3 separate regions of the Mus musculus genome follow, and regions 1 and 3 are each linked to region 2. A link is a contact called in public Hi-C and Micro-C data. All regions are on one chromosome and are shown on one strand. Each heading gives the region's core, a stretch centred on a gene start, on an enhancer-like site or on the middle of the called end of the contact. The rest is flanking DNA. Distances are from core to core; before and after follow the strand shown. Region 1 overlaps Bmp2k (BMP2 inducible kinase). Region 2 has its middle 11 kb from the start of Gm46916. Region 3 overlaps Gm33100 (predicted gene, 33100).

Region 1 (3,967 bases), core at 337-2,836, 65 kb after region 2:
CAATACTGTGTCAGCTTATCAGAATGATGATAGCAGATTCTCCACGGCCCATGACCTACCTAGCCACAGGCTCATTAATAGGAATGGGTTCTAGCTTCTGGAGTGGCCTTAAATCCAGTCAGAAAGAGGTTAGTTACTCCCGGAAGATAGCCAAGGCCAAAGGACTGGCGAGAAGCTGGAAATGTGGTGGAAGGAAACAGGGGAAATGGGTATACTTGTTGGATACCTTTCGGAAACCTACCCCATCTTCTTTTCCTCTTTTTTTCTGTGCTGGGCTGGATTCCAGCGCTTTGTACATGGACCTTAACCTTTAAAAGCAGTTGAAGAGACGGTTTAAGGATGGGGAGAAACACGTGGAACGGGAGTGTTGAAAAGGCAGTTGGTTACATATTCCAATCCATTTCTATATGAGCTAGCATCTCCTTTTGAGATTGTGTTTTAATCACAGCGTTTCTCCCTTCTCTTCTCTCCCTCCAGAGCCTCCCATATGCCCCTGCTCACTTCCCTTAAGCCTCATGGCTTCTTTCATCAGTCAGCTCTTTGATTCATCAAAATTCATGATTTAAACGCTGTTGTAACATATTATGCTTATTTGCATAATGTCTGTAGCCATTTATAGTCATCATGATTATCTAAAGAATGGTGCTTTTGTTGTCCCAGGCTGTGCTTCCCTCCAGTGTCTGATGCGCATATAACTATTTTCATTGGGAGAGGTTTTCACGTTGATTGTAATGTTGAATGTGTATTGTTTAATATACAAGTTCTGTCTCAGTATGACTGGCTTTTAACAAAAGAGAACATTTAGCATTTTAAAGAATTTTAAAAGTATTATGTCATTACTACTTATTTTTAGGTATGTGTGGTGTATGCACACTTGTGGAGGCCAGAAAGGGCATTGGGTTTCCTGGGGCTGGAGTTAGAGGCCCCACGCAGGTGCTGGGAACAAACCCTGTTCCTTTGTAAGAATAGGACACTGCTGAGCCATCTCTCCAGCCACAGTGACCGGCTTTTCTATCAAAAGTGCGGCTTGTTTATAAGGCAGAACCCAGGCTGAACATGCCTGTTGGAAGAGTTTGACTAGCTCTACCCAGATGATGCCGGGTTGATCAAACTGGTAAGCCACAAGGATGCTATCCAAGTGGGTTCCAAAATAATCTCTTAGCCAAGTTCCCAAACAGCTCAGCAGTAGTGGCAGACTTTTTGCTTGTTAACCCAGGTCAAACACAGACTTCTTCATTGATGTGTTCCCGTTGTCCATGTTGTTGGAAAGCAGTGATGATGTGGGCTGGGTTTCCATCCCCAGTGGGGAGAGGACACACTGAGTCTGGAATACTAAGCACAGGGACTTGGGAGCAAATGTGCTCCACTCTGCCTGACAGATCTGATAAATAGCAACTAGACAAGCTTTCTTTGTAAGGGAAGAATTCTACAGATTGCTCCTTCGGTTTGAAAGTCTTGTTTGTGTTGAGTAACTCAAGGTAAAGTATTTGAAACACTGTAGCGCGTGCTTTTCTTAGAGCTGACACAGAATGGGTAAATATGTATCTGTTTCCTGAGCCAAGACTTTGGTATCAGGCTTGCAGTGTAACAGATAGAGGCTCTGCTGATGCCTCTGCAGTGTAGCAGATAGAGGCTCTCTGCCGATGCTTTGGCTCCGATTGGGATTTTCCTTGGTATCCTTTTCTGAAGTAATTACAGAAGGCACTGTGTTTCCTTGGCACGCTTGAGATGGTTGAAGTGCCAGTGGAAGCACTGGCGGGTTAGGGCCAGGGCCGTGATAAAAGGGGAGTTAACATATCCTGCTCACTGTGATCTGGTTCTTCTTCCACATTTAAAAAAAAAAAAGTGGATTTTCATTGGGGTGGATGTGAAATTACCACACATCCTGGCTTCCTTGTGGATAGTCAGGGCATATTTTAATGCTTTCTGTATGCTAGCTTTCTTAGTCTATCTTGTATATTTAACTACCTCAGAACTAGGTGACTGGGACGTAGTTGTATGGAAGTTATTTAATGTCAGGTTAGCTCAGTTTCCAGGTATTCTAAATGAGTTTTGCTTCCTGGGATCAAGTCATGTTAATGCTTTGTGTTGGAATGGCTTATACTATGCAGTACAGCTCCAGTTCTGAAGCAGGGCTGGGTATTTAACCCACTGGCTCATCACTTTTTAAAAAAGCATGAGTGCCGCCAGATGGTGGTGACTCACATCTTTAATCCCAGCACTTGGGAGGCAGAGGCAGGAGGATTTCTGAGTTTGAGGCCAGCCTGGTCTACAAAGTGAGTTCCAGGACAGCCAGAGCTATACAGAAAAACCCTGTCTCGAAAAAACAACAACAACAACAACAAAAAACACCCCCAAAAAACCCCCTCAAAAAAAAAAAAGCATGAGTGATATCATCACTTTAGTTCCCAGTCCTACAGAAAACAAGAGCAGAAGAGGGAAACATTAAAATAGCTATTTTTGCATAGTAAAAATAGAACTATTATTATAAGTTAAACATTTAAAATAAAAAACAGCAAGGTTAGGCATGATAGTAACAAAGTTCAGATTTGAATGACATTATTCCTGTACAGCAAATATCTAAATGTAGTAAATCCTAAATTATATTTTATTTCATATATGGGTTTGGAGGGTGACTATATTACAAAACATTAGTATATAATGTCAAGACTTTTGTTTTCTGCAAACAAGTTTATTTTTTTTTCTCCATTAAGAGGCATCCAAAATATTTTAAGATAGAAATATACATTTTATAATGCTAATTAACTGATTTTTCTTTACCTTGTACTGATACCTTACCAGTCTGTTTATTCCTCCATTAATTCTCCACATGATGGGTCAGTTCACAAACATAAGTCCTGAGAATTTATAACTGTAGAGTCCTGGCTCTCTTGCCTTTGGTACAGGTATGATACCAAACTATGGCTAATACTCTCTCTTTTTTTTTAAGTTGTAATTTTTTTAATGGATATTGTCTTTATTTACATTTCAAATGTTCTCCCCTTTCCCGGTTACCCCCTCCACCCCCCCAGCGATGCTAGGATGAAGCTCCTCCTTTAGAGAGCACAGTGCTCTTCTCAGCTGCATGCTACTGTCCAGGGTTTCCCTCCACTTTTCCTCATTCCGTAAAGAAGACAGTCAACTTACGGCCTTGTAAGTCAGGATTTTTATTCTTTTTGTTTGTTTGTTTTTTGAGATAGGGTCTTAACTATTTAGTCTTGAACATGCTGTACAGACCAAGCTGGCCTTGAACTGGAAGTGGTCTGCCTGCTTCTGCCTCCCATATGCTAGACTTACATATGTGTAGTGCCATGTCCTATCAAACAAATCACTCTGGGGTGGACTGCAGGTGAGCAGGGTGGAAGGAGCAGGTGAGCAGGGCTGCGGGGTGGAGGGTGGACAGCAGGTGAGCAGGGCTGCGGGGTGGAGGGTGGACAGCAGGTGAGCAGGGCTGCGGGGTGGAGGGTGGACAGCAGGTGAGCAGGGCTGTGGGGTAGAGGGGAGCAGGTGAGCAGGGCTGTGGGGTGGAGGGTGGACTGCAGGTAAGCAGGGCTGTGGGGTGGAGGGAGCAGGTGAGCAGGGCTGCGGGGTGGAGGGTGGACTGCAGGTGAGCAGGGCTGCGGGGTGGAGGGTGGACCACAGGTAAGCATGGTGGTGAAGAAGAAGCTGAAGCAGTGTGTAGAAAACAACACTTTCACATCTGGGCATGACAACTAGCACCACTATTTTACCTCAGAAGACACTGCTAGAACACTATTTCAGACCAAAACGTCCACATAGTCTAGTCACAGCATGTACACAGTGAGTTAGCCATACAACATGGACTTAGTAAATGCTCGTAGTGTGTCAGGCCCGTGCGACAGCAGGCGGAACAGTTAGCCACAGCAATCCATTGAGTTACTCATGAGCTTTAAATGCTGCACAGCGATTGAAACAAGACAACAGTAAAGCCTCAGAAGGGAGAAGA
Region 2 (3,735 bases), core at 71-2,570:
AATAAAATAAATACCAACACAAATGTCTCAGACCTATGTTGTCCTCAAGCTGTCTCCCATTTTCTTGGGTCTCCTTTATAACAACATCCCTCTGTTGGATTCTGCGTGGATTGTCTGTGATTTTATTTCTTTCTCTCACCATTTTCTGTTGACCCATTTCTACAGGGTTTCTGTTCCCAACTCTCCGCAGAATACAAGTCTCAGTTTGCCAATGACCTGGAACTTTCTCAGACATGTTGAACAGTGGGAAATAAACTTTTATTGTATTTATCCATTGTGTTTGGTTATTATTTTCTTAATCCCAAAAAATCTGTTCCAGCTGATAGGATGAAGCTAATCACTTCCACATTCACATGTCCAGTTTCTGGAGACAGTTTATACTTGTTAACCGTCTAGAACACAACCAACTAAATATGTAATAAGAGTCTCAAACTCAGCATAGCCATACTGAACTTTGAATTTCCTTCTCCAAGAAGTAGCTCCCTGTCAGAACATAGCCCTCACCTCGTCGTCCTCAAGCCTTGGAGTGACCTCTACTCCCATCCATTCCGTTCATTTTGCCAGGAAAGGTCGCCATCCCCTCTGCTGCATCAGCTTCCTGCCCAGTGAACCCGATCCCCCCTGCCAGTCTTCTGAATGTGGGAGCAGGGAATCCCAAGAGAAGAGGTCAATGTCGGTCATTTCTCTACACAGAAACTCCTCTAGTATCTTCGTGTGAACTAGGAAGCCCTTACACCTTGACCTCCAAACCCTAACAGTGTTACCTGCCTGATAGATAACCACCCATTACACTCCTCCTTTTCCTTACAGACTCCTAGCTTCTTCACTTTTCTACACACACACACACACACAAGAGAGAGAGAGAGAGAGAGAGAGAGAGAGAGAGAGAGAGAGAGAGAGAGAGACCACGACTACTATTCAAGCCTCACTAATCTCTGGGTTGCAGCTTGTAAGCTAGCAACCACCACCCCAAGGCTCTTCCTCTGGATTCCTTGAGAATCTAGAGTCTAGATCATCTCAAGACTCCCTGCTGTCCTTACAAGCCTCTCTTTAAGCATTAAACTCTGCTTTGAAAGGCCTCTCTGTTACTCATCCATACGACAGTGAGAATATGGAGATGAGATGAAATCTGTCAGATAAATGGCCTCCTCCCTCAAGAAACTGTTATATCACATTGGAGAGTGGCCTTCCTGGAAAGTTTCCTAGAAGAGGGGCCCATAAACCGAATCTTTAAGAGAAAAGAGTTAAGGGAGAGGGCGGGAGGGGGTGATAAGGCACACACTTTCAGGAAGACAGCATAATCGTGCGGGTATATGGGTAGGGTGCTGAGGCCGCCAGATGAGCCCTATCTGTCTCCAGAGCCTGGTCATGTGCTATGATATGAGCAGTAGGAACAGCTCAGTGACATGCATGGGTGGAAAGAAGTGACAGATCACAAGAATGCTACAGGAGAGAAACCAAAATAGACATGAAGGCTGCAGAACATTGCCAACAATGAAGGGGGACACTCGAGCATGGGGTTCAAAAGAGTGCCTGTTAGTAAAAGCCAGAGGCAGAGTTCATCCTGTAAGAAATGCTCAGGAACAATCCTGTTCCTTAGACAGGAAGGGTCAGAGACCTTCATGCTGACCTTCACTCGTCTCCAGTGAATCATTGTTCTTGGGATCCAGCCCCTCCTATGCCTTCAATCTGGGCTGGATCTATTATTTGCTTTGACTCCCTAGTTCTAAACCATATAAGAACCCCTTATCTCACCCTGAGAACATTTACAGTGTTTGAAAACAGTGGAAACTAGGAGGGAGAGCCGCTATACAATTTCCATGATACTCTCCTGCAGAATGTGTGATGTTACCTTACAGTGCATTAATTCCCTACAGCAAAGAGTCACCTGACCCACAAGGCCAAGTATTCTGAAATTACAAAGCAAGTAGAACACAGCTTCATCTTTATCTCAGCCAGAGCTAGACATTAAGATGAAATAAGGCTATAAGCAAGTAAAGAAGGTTATGATTCAAAAACTAAGTTTTAGAATGATTTGTCACACTATAGTCAATAAAATAATAGCCAAAAGTATAGATAGTGTTCTAAGTACTTCTTCACTATGCTGTATGAGATGGAATGTGTTATGTTCGGTATGTCTTAGGAATGAGGAAATCTAAGCATAGAAGTTCAGAGGAGTTAAGTTCCCACTCAGGGTTAGCACAACTTGAGAATTAGGTATTGACTCCAAAGTCTGTCTGTGAACCAACAAGCCCTACAAACCATAGTCACACATCCATTCATTCAACGTTTATAGAGAAGCTACCGTGGGCTCGAAGGGTGCACTATCAACCCAAACTAAGAAAAAAGAAAATCCGGTCTCATGGCACTTACTTCTAGTGAAGTAAGCTATAGAAGCTATAGAAGATGGGACAACACCCATTCATATGGTGTGATGGACATTGCTTAAAGATCTGGCTGCTAGCCATCTAGTCAGGTACACCTATTCACACTGGGAAATTATCCACTCTATTAGATGGAGTCTGTGGGGATTGTCACTAAAGGTGCCCAACTCTGCTAGCCATTCCAGCATGGGTGACTTTATTGTAGTATTTGTCTCTTCAGAATAGTAGCAACAAGACTGAGAATTGTTGGAGTTCCATCCCAGTGGTGGCTCCCTGATAAAACTATTGAGAGATCACTGCCACACAGACTTTTACCCCTGCCCAGATTTCAACCTGTTTATAGGCCCTGCTCTACAAATGTATTGATTCTGAGCTACCTGATGGCCTTCTAGAACTGGGAAGGGACTGGCTCTGAGGCTTATGATGAAAGAACTCCAAATCTGGAGCTTAGGAGAAGGTCCCTAAAACTGCTGAGAACCAATCGAATGTTAGTGCCTCCTAATCACCCCTAGAAACTTCATCTCCAGCATCTAAATATGAGCGGCTGGTATTTCCTCAGTCTTATGTAAAATCTTTAAGCCAAACTGCTGCAAGCTTCCTTCCTGAGACTATGTTACCTCAGTAAGAGCTTTGAGAGGAGCCATTCTGAAGCCAACACTGCAAGCCATTTCACAGCAGAGACTGAGGTACAACATCACAGGTTGGTGAAACTGGGATTCAAACCAAACTGTATGGAAAGCTAAGGTTAGAGCTGAGCCTGGCTTCAGAACCAGGCCAGCAGCATACAGACAAGAAAAACCAGCTTCCTAGGCCCCATCTAAACTCACCCAATCAAAATCTCTATGTCAGGGGCCAGGGATTTTCATTTCCACACACTAACCCGTGATCCTGAGTGCTCTCTCCCCCATCCCATCCTGAATTGGATAGCCAAGGTTTTCAGTGCTGGACCAGAGCACAGAGCGCTGTCTAAGATTAGGATGTGGGCATCTGACCTCACTAAAGTGCTGATCCTGATTCAGAAGGTTTGAAGTGAATCGAGAAAGCCTCCCTTCTCATAAATTCCCAGATGACTAGATGGGTCACATGGATCGGGATGAAGCTAAGCCGGAAGCTGGCGTCAGAAGGCAGGGAGGCAGGAGAGAACCAAAAAGCAGGCAGAGCTTCGTACTCATCATGCCTTGGCAAACAGACAGAATGCAGCCTAGGAGCCTGCAAAACCAACAGCTAAGCCTCTTAACGACAGCACCGTTGCTATCCTTCGGGCTTAACCTGTGCGGCTCATAAGCAGTTACAAAACCCGACCCATTAATTATGTCCTCGGATAGCTCCTCTACTGTTCCTGTCTCCCTGA
Region 3 (4,312 bases), core at 1,404-3,903, 67 kb before region 2:
CAAGGACAGCCAAGGCTACATAATAAAACCCTGTCTTGGCAAAAAAAAAAAAAAAAAAAAAAAATCACAATGGCCAAAGGCATGTTGGTGAGGGAAGTGTTTATTTGATTTATATATCCTGGGTCATGGTCCACTGAGGGAAAGGAAGGCACAAAGTCAAACAGGACAGGAACCTGGAGGCAGGAGCTGACGCAGAGGCCATGGAGGAGAGCTGCTTTTACTGGCTTGCTCAACCTCCTTTCTTATGGAGCCCAGTTCCAACAACCCAGGGATGGCACTGCCCACAGTGAGTTGGGTTTGCCCACATCAGTCATCAATCAAGAGCATGCACCACAGGCCAGTCTGCCAGGAGCATTTTCTCAACTGGAATTCTCTCTTCCAAATGACTCTAGCTTTTACCGTAGCCATCACAGCAATTTAGCGCACCCTGGTGTGCCACCTCCAAACAGCTTCTAAGCAATGGAGCCTGAAGGCCATGGGCCAGAGCCTCTCAGACTGAACCAAACCAGACCTTCCCCGACTCAAGTTGTTTCTGTAAGTGCTGGAAAGGTACACAGACTGATATCCACAATATATAAATTGTCAGAAACCTCAACAGCGACAAGCCAAGTAATCTTTTTTAACAGAAACAAATCATTTCAATAGAAAGGAAGTGCCAATAAAAGTAAATAAAAAAGAAAACGTGGTCACAGGGTATGTGGCAAACTATTCACCCGAGAAATACAAATCCCAACCTCTGCAAGAATGGCTGTGATCTAACAGGCTAAGGAGAGCAGGTGCTGGAGTGGATCTGAAGCAAGCAGAACCTTCGTGTGACCCAGCAACCCACTGAGGGGGAAATCTCAAAGGAACCCAAGTCATGAGGCTGAAGAGATAAGGGCATGCTCATGTTTATTGCGGTGCTGGTGGCACATGCGGGAACCAAAACCAACCAAGTGTTCACCAGTCGGTGACAAGAAACATGTGCTACGTACACACAATAGAATGCTATTCTGCCATACACGGGGTGAAATTCTGTTCCATGTGACAATAAAGTTGAAAACGAGGATGATTTCAAGTGAAGCAAGACAAGAAGACGATTACCAGTGACACTCAGTCCTGTTGATCTCTGTGTTAGTTTGAATAAGTTTGAATGCTTGGCCCATAAGGAGTGGCACTATTAGGGGATGTGGCATTTCGGAGGAAGTGTGCCACTCTGCAGGTGGGCTTTGAGGTCTCTTATGCTCAAGCCCCACCCAGTAGAGAATCCAGTCTCCTCCTCTCTGCCTGTAGACCAAGATGTGGAAGTCTCCACTCCTCCAGCACCCTGCCTGCCTGCACATTGTCCTACTTAACCGTCTTGATAATAATGGACTAAACCTCTGAACCTGTAAGCCAGCCCCAACTAAATGTTCTCCTTTATAAGAGTTGCCTTGGTCATGGTGTCTGTTCACAGCAGTGAAAATCCAAACTAAGACAATCTCCTAATGTTGAGAGAGAATTGGAATGGCGGTTGGCTGGGGAAATACAGAGGCCGGGGTAGGGCTGGTTGTATGGATAGAGTCCTGTTGAATAGGAGCACAAAGCATTGTTGTGGATTGGTTAGGTGGCTCTTTGGATAAAAGCACCTGCCACCGAGCCTGACAACCTGAGTTCCACTCTCAGGACCTGTGTGGTAGACAGAGAGAATTATAAGTAGTTCTCTGACACACATACACCTGTACAGATACACATACTTACACAATAAATTAAAATGTAATAACTTTTAAATTTCTGTTATGTTTTTGAACAATAGTATACTACAGATCACAACAATAATCTCCATATATCAAAAAACAAGAAGAAAGAATTTTGATTTCCCATAAGGAAATGATTAATGTCTCAGGAGATGAACATGTTTGATCCAATTTAAACATTATACAATGTATACATGTATTAAAACATCATGTTGCAACTCATTAATATATGTTATGGAATTCTAGTAGAATCTGATAGTTGTTTTCTAGAAGTCCTGTGGCCTTGAAGAAATTATTGTAGCAAACAGTGATTGTTTTTTGTTATCTGCAGAGTTGTTTTTCTGAAGGAGCTTTACGGCCTTTGTGGGACTTTGGTCACAGGAGGGTCCTGGCGAACATGGAATGTCTTGAATGATTGAGTACTACAAAGAGTGCACAATAAGGACGAATGCTGCAGAGCTGTGAGGTTTTCCTTCAGGAGACATACAGATTAGATTGGGGGCCTTGGTATGAGAAACTTGTTTTACCAAAAAAAAAACAACTTTAGTTAACCATCAATAGATACATTTTTGGAAGGCTGTTTGACATTCAGTCCAGAGAGGCTGGACCTCCCCGGAGCCAGCGAGGCCTTAACTTATCCTTGAGTGACCCTCTTGCTTTGATCACCCCGCATGGTTCAGAACAGTGACAAGTATATACAATTTAATGTTTTCCTGTAGTAGCTAAAATGAGAAAAAAGTTTTCTAGTTTCTGCAGTACCAGACCTTCCCATGAAGCAGGTTGAGAGTGTCGTAGTTAGGGTTTCTACTGCTGTGATTAAAACACCATGACCAAGAGCAGTTTGCCGGGGGCCAGGAGTGGGGGTGGGGTGGGCGGGAGGGGGGCTATTTCACCTTAGAGCCTACAGTGCACCGCGAAGGGAACCCTTGGCAGGAACTGATAAGAGGCCATGGGGGAGTGCGGTCTACTGACTTGCCCCTCATGATCTGCTCAGTCTGCAGTCTTACACCATGCAGAACCACCTGCCCAGAGGTGGCACTGCCCACTGTTGCAGGGGCCTTTCCACATCAACCATTAGGAATGCCCACCAGACCTTTCCACAGTCCAATTTCTCTACTAAGATGTCCTCTTCCCAGATATGCCTAGGTGTGTGTCACGTTGAGAAAAACCCAGCACAGAGAAAGAATGGAGTACCTGCCATTCAGCATGTCCATCACGGATACACCAGGAGAAAAGGCCGGGACAGGAGGGACTGATTCAAAGTAAGAAAAACTTTGCCAAGAACCAAAGATATTCTATTTTCTTCCCTCTGGGAACACCTTGTGCTTCTAAGCAGAGATGGTGAGTCTCAGGCCCTGCACCCAAGCTGAACAGCTGCTACACTTCGGTGGAGCTGCGTATTGCCCCTGTGATTATTCAAAAGCAGGCGATCCACACGTGAGAGTCTGAGGCCACGCCCATCCAAGAAAGCTGCAGGTCCAGCACGGTGGGAACCGCGACCCCTCTGACCTCGCTCCTGTACAATTCCCCAGTTCCCACTGCACAGGCTTCCACTCTGCTCCCAAAGTAGATGCCCCCCACCTCAGGGCCTTTGCACTTGCCCTCCCGAACAAGAAACTGCCTCTTTTTCTCGCCCTATCAGGTTTCTCTTCCGATAGCCCACTATCCATCGCCACCCTCCATGAAAAAACAACTTCAAGTACTTCCTGTCTCTTGTCTTGCTCTACCTCCTATATAAAACTCAAGACTTTTTTTTTTCATGTGTGTATGGTGTCTTCTAGAAAAACATGCTCTGAGAGAGGGGAGACTGATTCCTTTCAGATACAGCACAGTCTCAGAATCTGTGGTAGAACCTGATGCCAAGTACGTTACCGTACTTACAAATGAATGAACGAATGATAAACATCAATACCTTGGCTTTCTTTTCCTCCCAGTCAGTCTTTCAGGCTGCTATGGCCAACTATAAATGTCTTCGAAATAGAGAAGCTGGGTTAGGTTCTGTCGATATGATCATGCGCACTGATCTGTGACCAAGAACCCTCCTCAGCAAGGGCTCTGTTTTAATGACCAATGTCTCCAGTTAGACACTTTCTTAGCCATTATTTAATGTTTCATTTTATATATCTAGAGACTGACAGAGAAGTGGCTTGCTTAGGGTAAAGGTTTAGGTTTGTAGGTATTTTTTGCTGAATACTTTAAAAACTTTGATTCTACTAATATTATTTCCATATATGTGTATATATATATACATGTGCATATATGTGTGTATATATATATATATATCCATGTGGAAAAATAATTTTAAATTGTTCAGTGTGTTGTTCCTCCTCCTCCTTCTAAGGTTTATTTATTTATTTTAAGTATGTGAGTACATTGTAGCTGTCATCAGACACACCAGAAGAGGGCATCATTACCGATGGTTGTGAGCCACCATGTGGTTGCTGGGAATTGAACTCAGGACTTCTGGGAGAGCAGTCAGTGCTCTCAACCGCTGAGCCATCTCTCCAGCCCCCAGTTCCTCCATCTTCATGCCTACGTGGTGTAAGATTGCAATTGTAACTCATGGGATTTCATATATGAGAGGAATTTGTTAACCT

The links. A called contact is a pair of places that touch in the nucleus more often than the background predicts.
Region 1: a contact with region 2 is called in a Micro-C map of the G1E-ER4 cell line, with 2.7 times the contacts expected there. The contact joins two enhancer-like sites. A contact is called at or near these places in 11 of 39 promoter capture datasets (the 3T3-L1 cell line, 3T3-L1-derived adipocytes, the C10 cell line and 7 more), 2 of 15 datasets of contacts at CTCF or cohesin (CD8 T cells and the G1E-ER4 cell line), 3 of 484 Hi-C or Micro-C datasets (all in the G1E-ER4 cell line) and 6 of 115 datasets of contacts at active chromatin or transcription factors (CD8 T cells, bone marrow-derived macrophages, embryonic stem cells and 2 more).
Region 3: a contact with region 2 is called in a Hi-C map of the G1E-ER4 cell line, with 1.9 times the contacts expected there. The contact joins two enhancer-like sites. A contact is called at or near these places in 6 of 39 promoter capture datasets (the 3T3-L1 cell line, embryonic stem cells, liver and 2 more), 1 of 15 datasets of contacts at CTCF or cohesin (CD8 T cells), 8 of 484 Hi-C or Micro-C datasets (CD8 T cells, the G1E-ER4 cell line, Sertoli cells and 4 more) and 5 of 115 datasets of contacts at active chromatin or transcription factors (CD8 T cells, astrocytes, embryonic stem cells and 1 more).

The regions. Positions count from the first base shown.
Region 1 is chr5:97,015,720-97,019,686 of GRCm38.p6, forward strand. The region is part of intron 1 of Bmp2k (BMP2 inducible kinase); the gene reads left to right. Among named protein-coding and RNA genes, the nearest start is that of Bmp2k, 20 kb to the left of the region's middle. Within about 2 kb of position 1,587, at least 36 of the 459 cell types and tissues checked have an H3K27ac peak or open chromatin away from gene starts, as enhancers often do. A contact at or near this core is called in the G1E-ER4 cell line, where this site is marked.
Region 2 is chr5:96,950,586-96,954,320 of GRCm38.p6, forward strand. No RefSeq gene overlaps it. Among named protein-coding and RNA genes, the nearest start is that of Gm46916, 11 kb to the left of the region's middle. Within about 2 kb of position 1,321, at least 35 of the 459 cell types and tissues checked have an H3K27ac peak or open chromatin away from gene starts, as enhancers often do. A contact at or near this core is called in the G1E-ER4 cell line, where this site is marked.
Region 3 is chr5:96,882,703-96,887,014 of GRCm38.p6, forward strand. Gm33100 (predicted gene, 33100) reads left to right here. Exons shown (of 4, transcript NR_166594.1): 3 at 2,852-2,977. Among named protein-coding and RNA genes, the nearest start is that of Gm33100, 5.5 kb to the left of the region's middle. Within about 2 kb of position 2,654, at least 11 of the 459 cell types and tissues checked have an H3K27ac peak or open chromatin away from gene starts, as enhancers often do. A contact at or near this core is called in the G1E-ER4 cell line, where this site is marked.